Linked DNA regions of Hordeum vulgare: region 2 is linked to region 1. Evidence: chromatin contacts called from public Hi-C data. All regions are on one chromosome and are shown on one strand. The core of a region is the stretch at or near the end of the contact, and the rest is flanking DNA. Distances in the headings are between cores, read along the strand shown. Region 1 holds the start of LOC123404596 (auxin response factor 8-like). Region 2 has its middle 130 kb from the start of LOC123404596.

The links. Hi-C and Micro-C count contacts between places; a contact is called where the count stands out from the background.
Region 2: a Hi-C map of seedling shows a contact between it and region 1, with 2.5 times the contacts expected there. The contact joins the enhancer-like site here to the promoter of LOC123404596 in region 1. A contact is called at or near these places in 2 of 6 Hi-C or Micro-C datasets (leaf and seedling) and 1 of 1 datasets of contacts at active chromatin or transcription factors (embryo).

Annotation. Positions count from the first base shown.
Region 1 is chr6H:379,380,482-379,383,280 of MorexV3_pseudomolecules_assembly, forward strand. LOC123404596 (auxin response factor 8-like) reads left to right here and starts at 1,515. Exons shown (of 3, transcript XM_045098534.1): 1 at 1,515-2,739. The coding sequence starts at 1,519.
Region 2 is chr6H:379,513,339-379,516,038 of MorexV3_pseudomolecules_assembly, forward strand. No RefSeq gene overlaps it. Among protein-coding and RNA genes, the nearest start is that of LOC123404596, 130 kb to the left of the region's middle. Within about 2 kb of position 1,358, at least 3 of the 3 cell types and tissues checked have open chromatin away from gene starts, as enhancers often do. A contact at or near this core is called in leaf and seedling, where this site is marked.

The DNA of each region.
Region 1 (2,799 bases), core at 265-2,764:
ATGAAGATACCCCATCAAGTACTTCGTCGGCACGAGGATGATCCGCAGGATCCCATTGACAGCGCTCCTGTAGCACGACAACGACATCTCAAGGGCGCGAATTGAGGCGTCTCTTCACTACCTCCACTACCCACGTCACCGCTGATTCCGCTACCCCTGCGCGCTCCATCAATTCAAAAAATCACGGAGAAACCGCCTTGCTCATAGCCCGAATGGATTCTGTATCCGCAGCGCATAATGAGGGGATCCCAATACCCTGCCACTAGTCCTTCCGTGGGATCCCAAGCATTCGAACAACACAAGAAGGTAATCAGATCACCCGTACCGTAGCACGAGTGGGACGTGTCCTACCTCGCCGATTGGACAATCGGAGCCCCAAGCTTCCGATCATCCGAATCATTAAATCTATCTTCCCGAAAGGTATTCAATTATTACTGATCGGAAGCATGCCGACATGCTCCAACACTCAGAATCTTTCGCTCTTGAACCCGGAGTGGTTTACTCAGAGCCCGAGTGATGTAGCCTCGAGCTACAACCTCGGCGTCCATGAGACATCGAGGGCTCCAAAGAGTGCCTTCTACTCGGCCATAAAAACCTCAACTGATTCGGTGACTACTAACGGGGTTGTACATTAGGGGTAGTCCTACGGACCTGCATCTCTAGGCCTGCCTAAAACCCTACATGGACATTCACGTCCCAAAAGCCACCGGTGCAATCATGACCTTACTCGGGCGATCATATCTTCACTCGGCTAGCACAAGGTCACTCGGATAGTTTCGTGTCAGTCGGATGTATGCCGACACTCGGACTACAGCAAGGCGTGGACAACGAAGGGACTGCAACGGCTACAGAGTTAAACTATCACATGAAGTGCAGTGAAGACATGCGTTACGAGTTACATTGGAGTTCGAGCTGCCGTTTCTAGTAACTTTTCATAGTTATTAGCATTAACTCACCCTTGTAATGAGGCTCGGCCGGTCGTGGCGCATTCTATATAAGCCACCCCGATCTCCTGACTGAGGGTTCAACATCATGTACTATCACATACCCCATAAGAAATCATCATCCGCACGGCTCGATATGTAGGGTTGTTACCACTCCAGAATGAGGCCCGAACTCGTACATCCGAGTGTATTCACTGCGCCATAGCTAGGTTTCGCCTCTCATTCGTATCCCTGCTATTGTCACGATCATTTTCATGACCCCGACAGGCCGCTGGTTTTGTTACCGATGTGAAGCTTAGGTCTTGACCATTTTGTATGCTGACCAATTACCCTACCCAAATGAACAAAATCGAGGATCGTGAGTTGGAGTTAGTGTAACATCATCCTAGCAACACACCAGGCGGTTTGTCCACGATGGTCTTGCCCGCACCAGTACGGTGCAGTGCTAACACACACTGAAACTCACACTTGTGCGGGCGTGCTTGTAGCCACTGGTCCCGCGCCCTGCTTCCTAGCAATGCGCCATCCGACTATATCCACGAACCGGTCGAGCCACTCTGTCTCCCACTCGCTGATGAATGGGACTCGTAAGCCGTTCGTTGTGAGAGTTACAGCAGGAACGGCACCACTCGTTCGTTGCTCGCCTCCGCTTCTACCTCCGATTCCCACCCATCGCGCCACCAGTCCATCGCCACTCCCAGAAAACCCTCCACCTCGCTCGGCCGTTGGTGCTCTCCCGATGATCACGTTCGCGGACCTGACGGAGCCGCCGCCGGGCGCCGAGCGGCGCGTTGACCGGCAGCTGTGGCTGGCGTGCGCGGGCGGCATGTGCACCGTGCCGCCGGTGGGCTGCAGCGTCTACTACTTCCCGCAAGGCCACGCCGAGCACGCGCTTGGCCTAGACGCTGGGGCCGATCTCTCCGCGGCGCGCGTCCCAGCGCTCGTGCCCTGCCGCGTCGCTGCCGTACTGTACATGGCCGACACACACACCGACGAGGTCTTCGCAAGGATCCTCCTCGCCCCACTTGGCGACACGGACGCGGATGGCAATGTCCAGGATGATGCCGCGGTGGCGGCTGACGGCGAGCAGGAGAAGCCGGCGTCGTTCGCCAAGACTCTGACGCAGTCCGACGCCAACAACGGCGGGGGTTTCTCGGTACCGAGGTACTGCGCCGAGACCATCTTCCCGCGGCTGGACTACGCCGCCGACCCGCCCGTGCAGACCGTCATTGCCAAGGACGTGCATGGGACTGCGTGGAAGTTCCGCCACATCTACCGGGGCACCCCGCGCCGGCACCTGCTCACCACGGGCTGGAGCGCGTTCGTGAACCGGAAGAAGCTCGTGGCCGGCGACTCCATCGTGTTCCTACGCGGCGACGGCGGGGACCTCCACGTGGGCATCCGGCGCGCCAAGCGCGGGTTCCGCGGTGCGGAGGAGGGATCCTTGTCTTTAACCGGTTGGGGCCGGTACTATTCAGGTCCGATGCGAGGCAATGCGAGCCCGTGCACTCGGGGCAAGGTGCGCGCCGAGGACGTGGTCGAGGCGGCGAGGCTGGCGGGCAGTGGACAGCCGTTCGAGGTCGTGTACTTCCCGCGCGCCAGCACACCGGAGTTCTGCGTGCGCGCCGCAGCAGTGCGAGCGGCGATGCGGGTGCAGTGGTGCCCCGGGATGCGGTTCAAGATGGCATTCGAGACCGAGGACTCGTCCCGCATCAGCTGGTTCATGGGCACCGTCGCCGGCGTCCAGGTCGCCCACCCCACCCGTTGGCCGCAGTCGCCGTGGAGGCTTCTTCAGGTACGGCCGGCACTAAAGCACGACAAACAAATCATTCAGTTTGCTTTCTCTTCCTTGACA
Region 2 (2,700 bases), core at 108-2,607, 130 kb after region 1:
CGAGCACTGCTTTGACGTTTCAACCCCAATCCATTCGGGGACTAATGATGGGGTCATAGTCCTAGGGTAGGGTCATAGGCCTGTCCTACAGGTTCTACCCAAGGACTACCCCACGCAAGGGACGGGACCTTAAGTATGCCCGACTGTAATAAGGTGCCCCCATCATCCAGTCGGTAACAGGCCCAGAATTATCCAGTCGGAGACTAAGACTCGGAGGACACCAGACCTACCGACTGGATACACTCGGTTCGTCGTAACCTCCCTGGAGGGAAACTGCCGTACGTTTCCGGGTGCATTAACTAGCATTTATAGCATACGTTACCTGTAACGCATTCATTCAATCGTCACTACTCCACCCTTGAATCAGAACCGTTGTGGAGGGCAGCGCACTCTATATAAGCCGCCCTCCCCCACTGGTAAAAGGGTTAGAAAAACATTGTACTCCATATTACACTCGGTAACCAGCTCCAAGAGCACTGAGACGTAGGGCTATTACCTCCACCGTAGAGGGGCCTGAACTCATACAACCTCGCCGTAGCTAGGACTCTGCCCATCTCATTCGTACCCTACACATCTACTGTCAGGCTTATACCCACGACACTAGGTATTCTTCCCTAGGGGACCACCCCTCCCTCCCACCTATGTATAGTGGATGTGAGAGAGGATTTTGGCACTCAAGCCATAGCGCAGCCCTCTCTCCCTCCACCACTTCGTGACACCCCGTAGCTAATACAGTACGGTACGACAAAGCCCTGCTGGAGTAGCTCCACCACCATTGCCGCCACGCCGTCGTGCTGTCGGAGAATTCAGCTACCTCTTCGTATCTCGTGCTGGATCAAGAAGGCGGAGATCGTCATCGAGCTGCACGTGTGCTGAACGCGGAGGTGCCGTCCGCTCGGCGCTAGATCGGGATGGAGTTCATGGGATGACTTGCGATTTGGATCGCGGAGACGTTCGACTACATCAACCGCGTTTCTTAACACTTCTCGCTTAGCGATCTACAAGGGTATGTGGATGCGATCTCCCCTCTCGTTGATTATCATCACCATGGATAGGTCTTCTGTGTGTGAAGCAAAATTTTATTTCCCATACAATGTTCTCCAACAGTACATGCATGGCCATGGCGTCGCCATCGCCATCTCTCGTTTTCGGTTTCACATGGCGTGCACAACCCCTGCGAAGAGATGGATGAGGTGCTGCACGACAAGCGTAGATGTGTGACATTGCCTGGTTAGCTCCTCCTGTGGGACCCAACTTTGCTCGCCACTTTCTTGTGGAACCCACGGGCCACCGGCTTCGATGGTTACATTATCGAGCTGTCACTGTGGGCTTCGTCACTAGCGTCTGGCACCGACTATGCGCTGTCCGATGAGCCCATAGGACCCCGGCGGCAGGACGGTCGTCGTTCTCGGGCGGTATAAGTCGGGCTCGGATGAAACGGACCTGTGGTACTGCCACGCCGGCGGCACGCCATCGCGGTGGGCCAGGTACATGTACAACCTGGGCGGCGTGCGGACCCCTTGGGGCAAATTCGCGAAGCATTTTGTGTCTTGCCTCATGGCATGCTACGACAAGTTTTACTGGTCGCTCAGGGAGGACGAGTACGACGTGCTCGATTTCTCACCGGAGCCGGCCTTGACAACTATGATGATGAAGAACACGATCGAGATCATCTTCCCGCCTGGAGGGAATTACGAGCGGGCGTGTGCCTAGTTGGACGTTGATGGTGAGGTACCCTTTTACAGGCTGGTGCCCGGCCAACGAGTTCAGGCTGCTGCCAAACATCATGTATTGGATACACCCCTATGCAGTGGCGGATCCAGAAAATTAGAACAAGGGAGGCAAGTATAGTTAAACCTTATTAGAGAGGGTCAATCCATCAAAAAACTCTATTTTGACACACAAAAATAACTATTACTATTCATCCTAGGATTAAATCACTAATGTTAGGGGGGCCAGGGTCCTGGCTGGCACCCCGTGTCTCCACCACTGCCCCTAGGGCGGTCGCATGTACGTGTACGAAGTTGGATGCAACACGTAGGAAGTATGCGAGGCTCAATACCAAGGGGATAGACACATGAGTACTACTAACCGTGCCAGCAAAATTCATATGCGGAATACAAAATCATCAGGGAAGCCACAAATAGAGCGTCCATCCGTGCGACGGTGCCCATACGAGTCGTATTGTCCGGTGAACAGGCTTGTAAGCCACCACTAGCGTTCGTGCTCAGCCGACATAAAATACCAGGTGCTCAGCCCACCCTATCTATTTTCAGTACATTTTAATTTATTTGACAACAATTACTCTCGTTGCAATATATTTCACGCATGGCAATTATTCATGATCAAATTAGCATTATACAGAGCTCGTTTCGTAATCATACGCCAACATCCATCTATATCGCGTTACTTAATGGACTTGCATGCAAGCCACCGCCCCTTTGGCTCGCACGTCCGCACCGGCTTACAACACTGCGTACGACTCACGCGACTTCACCGACCTCCAACGTTGCGGCCAGCTCTATTGTCCGTGCTCACATATGCACCGGCTCACAATGCCGCGTGCGACCCGTGCGTCCGTGCTGGCCTCCAATGTCGCGGTGGGTTCTACCGCGTCCGCCCCTGCGGTCCAATCTACATCAACCCCGTGGCCGACTTGCTCGTCCGGATCGGCTTGCAACGTTGCGGTCGACCCTTTCG